Regions from separate parts of the Zea mays genome. Here region 1 is linked to region 2. Evidence: chromatin contacts called from public Hi-C data. All regions are on one chromosome and are shown on one strand. Each heading gives the region's core, a stretch centred on a gene start, on an enhancer-like site or on the middle of the called end of the contact. The rest is flanking DNA. Distances are from core to core; before and after follow the strand shown.

Region 1 (5,980 bases), core at 2,631-5,130, 220 kb after region 2:
CAATAATTTTGTATTAATATTGTTTATCACCTAGTACCTTTGTTTAACCATGAAACTTGGATTAAAATTGTTCATAAGGATTAATCTATTCTAAGCACTAAATAATTTCAGAAATTCATAACTTAATAACCGTAGCTCCGAATTTAGTGGTTTTTGTTTCTACGATCTCGTAGCAACGCGTAGAATATTATTATACAGTTGTTCTTATGTTTGATGTAATGTTAATTTTGCCTATACACTGTTTGTTTGTATTGCTATGACTAGCAGTGAGGTCACGAGTCATCTGAAGATCATCCTGGTACCTGGAATCTCAAGTCCCAGGCAAGTTGTGCCCTTGATCACTTCTTTTACCCACTCATGTTCTAATTAATCATAATGATCTGCATAGGTTAATTTTGATGGGACCCAATAGGTTACCCTAGTTTGTCTATCTTTATACCTTGTCTACCACTGAACTTTTTGGGTAATACTTGCTAGTGCTTTATGTGGTTTTGGGTATGAAGATACATTATTCATGATCACACTTTTATTGTCTTTTTATTATTACTGTTCATGATAAGATCATTATGTTAATTGGAACATGGAGAACCACCCGGGAAAACAGTGCTACCACAAGGGTTTATGGACGCCCTTGGCTGACTAATTAGGAAAGCTAGTGGAGGACTACCTTACCCGAAAGGGGCAAGGGCAGTAGGGGAGTGGTCAGTGTAGGGAGGCCCTCGGGAGGATTTTGCTGCGATGGCGGTCCTGCAAGGGATTCCTGCATTGGAGCTTCCTATAAACTGTAGCGGGTTTTCTGAAGCTAGTGGAACTTTGTAAAGGCCTCGTAGTGTTACCCTGCCTCGCCTCCTCGGTAGAGGTGTATGGGAAGTCGCGATCCCTTGGCAGATGGGTAACATGACTTGTGGGTAAAGATGCGCAACCTCTGCAGAGTGTAAAACTGGTATACTAGCCGTGCTCACGGTCATGAGCGGCTCGGACACTCACATGATTAAATTATGGAACTAAATTCAATTTGTCATATGCATTGCATCGCAGGTGAGGTTGTTACTTCTACTTCTTAATTGGGTTGGTATTTACTTATACTTAGTAACTGCTAATAAAATTTTGACCAACTTTAAAAGCAATGCTCAGCTCTAACCATCCTCTTTGGTAAGCCTTACACTTCACGTGAGCTCCCACCTTTGGCGAGTTCATGCACATTATTCCCCACAACTTGTTGAGCGATGAACGTATGTGAGCTCACTCTTGCTGTCTCACACCCCCCACAGGTCAAGAACAGGTACCGCAGGATGAGGCGCTTGGAGGATGCTGTGATGAGTTCGTGAGAGGTCTAGGCCGTCGTCTCCCAGTCAACTTTGGGTTGCTGGACCGTTGTCTCCTTATAATGTAATTATTTACTTATTTTGTATAGAACTCCTGTTATGTAGTAAAGATGTGACATTCGATCCTGTGCCATGATTCATCATATGTGTGAGACTTGGTCCCAGCACACCTGGTGATTATGTTTACGCCCGGGCTTTGGACCCCTAAAACCCGGGTGTTACATATGTTTGTTGGCTAGATTTGCGGAATTAGCTCGGAATCCAGTCGTGTAAAGGGTCCAGCCCCCTCCTCTATAAAAAGAGAGGTCTACGGCTGATTTGTAATCATCAATCGAATCAATACAACTTCTATTTCGCATTTTATCCTAGGAGTAATTCTAGTCTAGTTTAGGTTTAGCTTCTCGATCCCCAAATTCTCCGCCTCTCTTCGACTCTACGTCGATTAGAGGAGTCTAGGTTGGCCTGCCCGAGCCTAGACAACTCCTAGGATCTCTCCTCCCCGACGGGGTCCCTCCCGGGAGCGAGATCCAGGCGCCGCCGGCGATCTTCCGCCGCCCCTACGCACGCGCGGACCGTCCGGCCGTCAGGCAGGGAACCCGAGCTCCTGCACCAGGTCGCGGACCGTCCGACCCTGTGCCGCGGACCGTCCGCGCTTGACCAGAGAGCACCGCCGCCTCACGCCAGGTCGCGGACCGTCCGACCCTGTGCCGCGGACCGTCCGCGCCTGACCAGAGAGCACCGTCGCCGGTTCTTCTTAAGTATTTGGCGCTCCGAAAAAGCGTCAACACATTCTATCCTTTGTAAATGGAATAATGGACGCAGCATTTACATGTGACAGTACTCAGAGCTAAGCAGTAGTCCGCTGGCCGTCAGATACACCCGCATGCATTCATCAGCTCACCATGAGTATAGCAGCCCTAGCATATAGATAAATTATGAACATGCTGTACTTTGCCTGTTTTGCATTGATCATTGATCGCCCGGCAGCCCAGCACCTCGTATCATTAGCTTGCCCAATGTCTCCATCACTTACCATTCTGTAGTTTCATCTTGGCCCAATGACTTGTACACCTATCTTGCCCGTGCTAGCAAGTACTTATGACGAACATGATACAAGCGAAGATTCCAACATGATGCAAATTCTGAAGTCCTTGTTGAAGCAAAGATGAAACCAGCCCTTGATCATCCCTCGCACTTATCAATCCATAAGATTTATGTTGCAGGGTAGTGAGGGCAAAAAAGACGAACATGAAAAGTCACCCGGGAAAAGAGTGCTACCACAAGGGTGGAATGAGACGCTCTTAGCTGATTAATTAGGAAAGCTAGTGTCACTTAATCCTTTCCTGAAAGGGGAAGCGGGATGACGGAGTGCAGGTATAGGGAGGTCCTCGGGGTGGACTGTCTGTAAAGTTTTTCGGACGAGGGATTCCTATATCGCATTCGGGTCAGAATCCGTAGCGGGTTTCTCTCATCTAGTGTAACTTTGTAAACGCCTCGCAGTGGACCCCCTAGCCATTCACCTTGAGAGTGTCTAGGGGTCTTATAAACCCTGGCTAAATGGGAAACCCGTCTTGTGGGTAAAGATGCGCAACCTCTGCAGAGTGTAAAACTAATATATCAGCCATACTCACGGTCATGAGCGGCTCGAACACTCACATGAATAACTTATGTAATTAAACTTAATCTGTCATATGCATTTCATTGGGATAGTATCCACTTATACTTAATATCTGCTAATAAAATTTTGACCAATTTGTTAAAAGCAACGCTCAGCCCTAACCATTCTCTTTGGTAAGCCTTACACTTCACATGAACCACCACCGTAAGTGAGCTCATGCACATTATTCCTCACAACTTGTTGAGTGATGAACGTATGTGAGCTCACTTTTGATGTACTCACCCCCAGGTCAAGGACAGGTACCGTCAAAATAAAGAGCATGAAGGATGTTGCGATAAGTTCGTGAGAGGTCTAGGCTGTTGTCTCCCAGTCAACTATGGTTGTGGAGGATCATTGTCGTCATATGATGTAATTATTTAGTTATTTTATATAGAACCCTATTATGAAATAAAGATGTGACATTCGTTTCTGTAACATGAGTCATCATATATGTGAGACTTGATCCTAACACACATTTGATTTGCGCCCGGATTTACCCTTAAATCTGGGTGTGACAGCGCGCGGGTAAAATGTGCTCGTTTCCATCCCTTAAAACCGTAGCATCATCGAACATCCTGAACAATCCGGTCTATATTTGGTAAGTAGCAAACATCTTTACTTCTGCGAATGTAGTTATGATTAGAAAAACAAACATCATCAGGGGGTAGTTTTTTTTCTCCACCGTTCCTTTTATGCCTGGCCTAATCCTATCCGTACTGTACAGTGGCCAGCGCGCTATCCTTCCTTTCACTCCACTGCCACCGCTGTCCACTGCTGATGTTCCATCCGAATGTTGTGCACGCGAACGTCAAAAAAAAGACCAAGTTGACAAAAATGCAGGTCGTGTGGTAGCCGCCGCTGCCGCCTCGACGCCGGTCGTTCTCTATTCTCTATCTTTTCGCTAGTGCGCTCGTCGCGTTGCCGACCGCTCGCCCCGCCCTGAAACGAGGGAGCTCGGCGACGGCAACTAGGGGGGGCACGGCAGCGAGGCGCGCACGCAGGCCACAGAAACGGGCGGCGCGGACGCAAAGCGAAGGCATCAGCATCCGAGGTAGTAGCAGGCAGGAGACCTATCTATCATTCTATCCATCGCACCGAGTGCGCATCGACACGGCCCACCAGCCGAGCAGTCCAGTCCAGTCTAGTCCACCACAAGTCCCCACAGCCGCAGTAGGAACCGAACCGGCCGAGAGGGAGGCCGGAGGGGGGAGAGCAGCGCAGCGCAGCGCGCGGGGTGGGAGTGGGAGCCGCGGCATGGCGTCCGGCGTGTCGCCGAGCATGGCGCTGGCGCTGGCGGGCTTCTGCTTCAGCCTCATCTTCATCGCCTTCGTCTGCTCCCGCCTCGCCTGCGCGCTCCTCCGCCGCCGCCGCCGCCGGGCCCGCTCGCGCCTCCTCGCCCTCCCGCGCTACTACACCGACTACTCCTTCGCCGCCCACCACCCCGCGCCCGGCGGAGGCGGCGGGCTCGGGCTCGGCCCCGCCGCCGTCGCAGCCCTCCCCACCCGCGCCTTCGCCGCCCGCCCCCGCGGCTCCGCCGCCTCCGACGCCGAGTCCCAGTAAGTACCGGTCCTTCTCCTCCACGCTCCTGTTACCCCGTAGCGTTGCAATCTCGCGCGCGATCGGTTCGTGTCGGGCTCGCTCCAGTCGGTTACGCGCGGGACGGCGCATGGTGGGGGGCGGCGCGTTCGCTGGTCGCTACCGTACCAAATCATATTCAGGGGTGCGCACTGCAACTAGTAGGAAGAAGAGGCTTGTAGTTGCGAGGGCGCCATCGGGCGGGCGGGCGGGGAACGGGATCGCTGTTATGTTTAGATGTTCCGATTTGGAATCCTTTAGATGTTCCGATGGATATCAATGTCACTGTCAGAAACAAGATCAGGCTGTTGTGTTTGTCGGCCATACATACACACTGTTGACATTACTGAGAGGGGTTTGGCGGGGAGAAGCCCTACCAAACAGAATGCGACTTGCTCACTGTGAATGGGGTGTTTGGTTGCTTTAGTCACTCTTCTCCCTAGAAATCCTATTTCAAAGACCTATTTTAGTCACCATGTAAGTTTCGAACTGAACACCCCTTTAGACTATAGTAATACTATACAAGTGAACACAAGTTCTACTGCATCCACACCGGTATGGGGAAACGATGTTTTCACTGATGTAAACAACCGGAACAGATTTATGGGAAAACCATGAATAAACTTACAACCTGTTAGTAAGTGTTTTTTTTGCCGTGTTATTAGGTGTTTCCCCAACATTTTGCCAAGCCTGTGCGCTGCGCGTCTGTGCTTGCTTTACTGCTGCTGGGAATCATGAGAGAGGTGCCACGACAGGAGACAGCCTGTTGGCACCGAAAGGGCTGCTGTCATTGGGGGGACGTTGATTGTGTTTTCAGTACCAAAGAAGCTGTCCTTGCGGATGTTGGTGCCTAAATACAGTGGCGGTGCGTTCTTTTTTCTTTAGTACAAGTGTACTGATTGCTGTGCCTCGCTGGTGATTGGCGATCGGATCATGGTGTCCCTCGGCTGGCATTGTTACTGAACAGCCAAGGCCACTTGATCAATCACATTGAAGTGGGAGCATGGGTGTTTAACTGCTCTTGAGTCTTGAGGAAGATGGGTCATTAGGCATTGTTATTGAGTAGGTTAACCTCACTTGTGGTGCCTGATGAAGGGAAACAGGGATCGGATTACAAGTATTCTCAGCCGACTGCATGTTTCACTCTGCACAAGTTGGTTTGTACTGTACCATGTTTTACGTGCCTTCAGTTTTCTATAGCTTCACTGGGTTTACGTGACCATCTGATCGTAAAACGTGGAGGGGGGAAACGGTTTCAACCCGAGGCATAGAGCGTCCCATTCTTAAACAAAGAGAGCAAGAGTAACAGATGCGTGGCATCCCATTCCTGTGGCATTTGCTGGTTTCCACTTCTGTTACTACTCCTATCTTTTAGCAACCGTCTTTGCTTGCACTAGTCACTGAAAAACTGTTGACGCCATCT
Region 2 (5,932 bases), core at 1,679-4,178:
TTGAGAGCACCTAGAGGGGTGAATAGGTGATCCTGTAAAAACTTAAAACTTAAAGCCACAAAACTTGATTAAGAGTTAGCACAATGAAATCAAGTGGCTAAAGGAGAGCTCTTGTGAAACACAATAAACACAGTGAGAACAAGCACAAGAGACACGAGGATTTATCCCGTGGTTCGGCCAAGTATAACACTTGCCTATTCCACGTTGTGGCGTCCCAATGGACGAGAGTTGCACTCAACTCCTCTCAAGTGATCCAATGATCAACTTGAATACCATGGTGTTCTTCTTTCTTTCACTATATCTCGTTTGCGAGGAATCTCCACAACTTGGAGCCTCTCGCCCTTACAAATGATGATCACAAAGAAGCACAGATGTAAGGGAGGGAAAAGCAACACACACAAGTCTCAAGCAACAGCTCAAACACGCACACTAGTCACAACTTGAGCTCTAAGTTCACACACGGAGTTCTCAACTCAAAAGGAGCTCAAATTGCTATCACAAAGAATCAAACGCGCTAGAATGAAGACTTAGTGCTTAGAGATGATCAAAGAATGCTTGGTGTACTCCTCCATGCGCCTAGGGGTCCATTTTATAGCCCCAAGGCAGCTAGGAGCCGTTGGAGAGCAATCCAGGAAGGCAATTCTTGCCTTCTGTCGGGTGGCGCACCGGACAGTCCGGTGCACCACCGGACACTGTCCGGTGCTGATTGCTTTCCTATTCTAGCGCAGCCGACCATTGAAGATTTGGAGCCGTTGGCGCACCGGACACTGTCCGGTGCCCCCATCAGACCATTGGCTCGGCCACGCGTCACGCGCGGATTGCGTGGCCGACCGTTGGCTCAGCCGATCGTTGGCTCACCGGACAGTCCGGTGCACCACCGGACAGTCCGGTGAATTATAGTCGTACGCCGTTGATCGCTTTCCGAGAGCGACGACTTCGCCGTGGATGGCTCACCGGACAGGCTGGTGCACCACCGGACAGTCCGATGATTTATAGTCGTACACTGCCGTCGAGTCCCGAGAGCATACTGTTCACCGAGACTGGTGCTGGCGCACCGGACAGTCCGGTGCACCCAGACCGAAGTTGTCTTTGTCCAAACTATTTTCTCCTGTTTCTAGCACTTAGACATGATACATTAGTCTTCAAAACGATGTACTAAGTCTAGAAACATACCTTGCACCTTGATTTGCACTTCTTTAGTCTTTGGCACAATTTATCACTTAAACCATTTGTGTTGGCCATTTAATCACCAAAATACTTAGAAATGGCCCAAGGGCACATTTCCCTTTCATTTACTCCTCATAAGATATGAGAACTAAACATAAATAGGAGCAATGAAAACATGCATCAGAGCAAAGGATCTTTAACTACGACGGATATGTAGTGGAAGTGCTTGTCTTTGCCTGATTACTCTATTTCCCGCACCTGAAACATCCTTTGCCGGCATACTTTCAGGCACTTGCATATACCTTCTGGGGGTTGCTTTTGCCTTTGCCTCTGCCCCGACCATTGCCACTGCTACTGCCGCTGCCATTCTGCGGTTGCTTCTCAAAATTTCCCCTTGTTGATCCCTGATTATTGCGGCATCCACGACACCTTCCTCTGGAGGAGCCTCTCTTCCCTTGAGATGGGAAGTTTGCATGTGCTTCTAGCATGACCGCATCACCGACATGACACTTTTGGTAGTTTTGCATTAGGAGCTCGTTTTCCTCAGCGCCAAGCAACTCGTTGACGAGATCACAATACTTAGTGTACTTATTATTTTGGTACTGCTACTGGAGCACCATGTTGGAGGGGTGGAAGGTCTAGATAGTTTTCTGAATCATCTCTAGATCTGTGACTATCTGGCCACAGAAACATAACTAAGCGACAATGGGGTGAATGGCGGTGTTGTAAGCCTCCACAGTCTTGAAGTCAAGGAAGCAAAGTGTGGCCCATTCCTTTTGCACATGCGGAATCGTTACATGCTTCTGCACACCGAAGCGCTCACACAGCTTCGTACATAGTACTAGAGGGTCTTTCACCTCCAGATACTCCATCTTTAGGTCTGAATGGATGTGGCGCCTGAGGAAGATCGCAACTTTCGCATTCTCATGAAGCTACAGGCCAATGTCGTTTGGACCCAGCCAAACGATCGCCTTTCCCAGCTGCATCGCCTTTAGGTGAAACTGGTAGTCGTCAGCCTAGGTCACGTAGTTCATGCCATTCAGGGCAAGCTCCGCGAAGTTAGTCTTGCTGCTTTCAGCCATAGTCGTGTTTCTTGATTCGACGAACGGGAGCAGAGTCTGACGCATGGGACAATGCGGCAAGGCCGGGAGACCTACCAGCGTGATGGAGAGTCGGTGCCAATCGGATCCACGAGTCAGGGTAGAGCAGTGTTGATGACGTGTTGAATAACGTAGTTGTCGTAGATCCCCGATCCGGACTATAAACCCTTCCGACAGCATCAGGGGTGTGAGATGAGACCCATTCCCTTTTCCTCTACGACCGAAGAACACAGATGGACACACGAACAAGTGGAAACTCTTTCTCTCTACACTTTATTATGAAGGGGTATGCTTGCATTTTAGAAACTCTAAGGTCTATACCTTTTTGGGACAATTTCAGTATTAGACTATAAAACCCCTTTAGGACATGTTCGGTTGCAAGGGGTAGGAGAGGATTTAATAGGATTAAATTCCCTTCTATTCAATTTTGACTACGAGGGGATTTAATCCCCTCCAATCCCTTTCAATCCCTTCCTAACCGAATAAGCCCTTAGAGTTTTTCAACAGGTTTTTTAGGTAGAAGGGAGATGTGACATTATTAGTTCAGAAGCCAATCTCAATTTCTAAACAAACAACAGGCATGTCCGTCCACAGTAGTTGAAATTTGGGTCGCCGCTAGATGTACAAGAGATTAGTGCTCAGGTTGAGCTACTCAGTTTTAAGCATCGTGGGCTGCTTTCTATTCCCCGACACGGCGCCAGAATTGCTTTATTTCTTGGGCCTTGATCTTCTACCGAACAGCTTGAATCTTATCATCGGCCTTTTCCTTCCGGACCTCCTCATTTCATTTCTTTCCCCGCTTCCTTTTCTCTAGCCCATTTTTTCTGTTTCATTTTTTGTTCGTTTCAACTACGGTGGGACAAAATGATTTTTTCTAATACCTTAGATATTCGTCATGAATATAAGTCACCTACGACATATCCAAATTTCTAAGGACATTTGGTCCGTATATTAACGCCTCCACGTATCATTTTTCTCAAGATTTATGGTATAGAAACAAATGTCACATCTTTAATATATAATGAAGTTATGTATAAAATAGTTAAATAATTACACCATACGAATACAACAATCTAACAACCATATTGGATTGGAAGACGACGACCTAAACCTCTCACGAACTCATCGCGACATCCATCATGCTCCATATCTTGTGATATTTATCCTTGACCTGGAGGAGATGTGAGTACAGCAAGGGTGAGCTCATATACGTTCATCGCTAAATAAGTTGTGGGGAATAATGTGCATGAGCTCACTTACGGTGGTGGCTCATGTGAAGTGTAAAGCTTACCAAAGAAGATGGTTAAAGTGGAGCATTGCTTTTAAAGTTGGTCAAAATTTTATTAGCAGTTACTAAGTATAAGTAAATATCAACCCAATTAAATAAGAGATTACAATTAATAATAAAACCCACAATGCAATGCAAATGATAGATTAAGTTTAATTCCGTAATTTAATCATGTAAGGGTCTGAGCCGCTCATGACTGTGAGCACGGCTGATATACCAGTTTTACACTCTGCAGAGGTTGCACATATTTACCCATAAGTCGTGTTACCCATCTGCCACGGGGTCATGAATCTCATACACCTCTACCGAGTAGGCGAGGCAGGATAGCACTATGAGGCCTTTACAAAGTTCCACTAACTTCAGAAAACCTGCTACGGTTTCTGAGAAGGGCGATATAGAAATCCTTTGTCTAAAAAGCCATCGCAGCATGATCGACCCGAGAACCTTCCTATACCGCAGCTCCTCTACCGCCCTTGCCCTTTTGGGTAAGGTAGTCCTCCACTAGCTTTCCTAATTAGTCAGCCAAGAGCGTCTCATAGAACCTTTGTGGTAGCACCGTTTTCCGGGTGGTTCTCCGTGTTCCAATTAACACAGTAATCTTGTCATGAAGAATAATTTAATCCACAATAAAATTGGAATATGATCATAATTTAGTATAGCATTAATCCCAAAATCAGGAAGAGCAATAGCAAATCTATCCAATAGTTCATTTGTTTGCAAGGTGAGGGATAAACAATACTAGGAAAACCTATTAGGTCTCATCAAACTAATCTGAGCATGTCACAATGATTAACATAAACATTATTAGGTAAAGAAGAGTGATCAATGGCACAACTTGCCTTAGACTTGAGATCCCAAGTACTTCACCAAATTGGTCTTCGGGTGACTCGTAACTTCGTTGCTAATCGTAGCAATACATATAGATAAACAAGAAGTACTTAAAAATAACAATACACCAAACTTGAGAACAAACAACGTAAGAATATTCTACCTGATGCTACGAGATCGTAGGTTCGAGGACGACTAAAATCAGGGTTAAAATGAGAAGGTTATAGCTTTATAAGTTTTAGGTGATTAAACATGAGAATAATATCTTCTATCTTCTAAATCATGTGAGAAACATATTACAAAGAAATAAACAACTCGACCTTAGTATAGTTTATAACTTGATTAGATATCATATTTTAGTTATGTCATAATCATTGATAGGTTACTTTGATTAGTAAGCTTAATATGCTAAACCTAGGTTCAAACAGTTTCCAACTATAAAACTATATGGTATGCCACAAATATTGTTGTCACTGCCTAGAAAATACTTTTATGAAGCCAACACAATTTGAATTGACTAAAAGGATTTAAAATAAGAATGTTGTGAGTTATGCATGTTTCTACTCACTTTTATATAGATTTTATACCCTAAAATAGAGTCCAAGGGTTAAACTGCAAATTCCAGGGACCCCTGCCTAAGCTTCCTACTTCACAGATGCATGACAGGTTTATTATAATAAATCCTAGGGGCTCTTATGCAAAACAAGCTCACCAAAAGGGTATCGACTGACCCTATTTGTTGGATGGATCTCCCTTCAACGACTCAGATTAGATCTGAACCAGTACGAGCTATTGGCCTTTGGATCCGAGATCCACGGTCCAGATTTTATATGGTGTCCGATCTCACTCCATCCACCCGATTAGATCGGACGGCGTAGATTCACTTAGCCAAAGTGTTATCCCGGTCTAATCGCAGTCACACATCATTGATCCAACAGCCAGCACAGCTACCCCCTTCCCTCTCAACCACCAATCCTCACGCACGGCGGCACAGGGGCACCGCGACGGCGCGGTCGCCGGCGTGATGCACACCAGGACCATGGTGCACTATTTCTATGTACGCAAGGTGCTAATTGAAGATGAGATGATGGCAGACCAGAAGAGGAGTTTCTCATCGAAAGTAGAGTAGCAGAGCCGCCTGTCCACGGCCGCACGCAGCGCGGCGGCGAAGAGATGGCTCTGGTGAGCAATTCACGTGACCCGGCGACCCCACAGTGCCCAAATCCGCCTAGTACACACGCAGTGGAGTGGGCCAAAGCTCTCTGATCAAAACCCAGGCATCGAATGATGGCAAGAGCGTGGGATGGTGGTGGCGGCGCTCGTCTCTCCCCGGACGGCGCGGTGGCACGCGATACTGCTACGGCTACGGGTTTGGTTACGGCAAGACCCAAGGAGCCAGGCTACGAGGGAAGGTGCCCGCAGTGCGGTTTTATAGGCTTTGCCTCCGTGAAGATCGGCACCAAGCCGTTGCGATGCCATCCCGGATTCCGCGCGCACGTTTGTTAGGATTGCTGCTCGAGAATCACGAGGAAGACGGACCTGCACGGTG

The links. A called contact is a pair of places that touch in the nucleus more often than the background predicts.
Region 1: a contact with region 2 is called in a Hi-C map of leaf, with 4 times the contacts expected there. The contact joins the promoter of LOC100274339 here to the enhancer-like site in region 2. A contact is called at or near these places in 4 of 25 Hi-C or Micro-C datasets (bundle sheath, ear, leaf and 1 more).

What each region holds. Positions count from the first base shown.
Region 1 is chr2:148,330,730-148,336,709 of Zm-B73-REFERENCE-NAM-5.0, forward strand. It overlaps LOC100274339 (putative RING zinc finger domain superfamily protein), which reads left to right and starts at 3,881. Exons shown (of 2, transcript NM_001148700.1): 1 at 3,881-4,538. The coding sequence starts at 4,237.
Region 2 is chr2:148,113,268-148,119,199 of Zm-B73-REFERENCE-NAM-5.0, forward strand. No RefSeq gene overlaps it. Among protein-coding and RNA genes, the nearest start is that of LOC100383227, 200 kb to the right of the region's middle. Within about 2 kb of position 2,929, at least 5 of the 20 cell types and tissues checked have an H3K27ac peak or open chromatin away from gene starts, as enhancers often do. A contact at or near this core is called in bundle sheath and leaf, where this site is marked.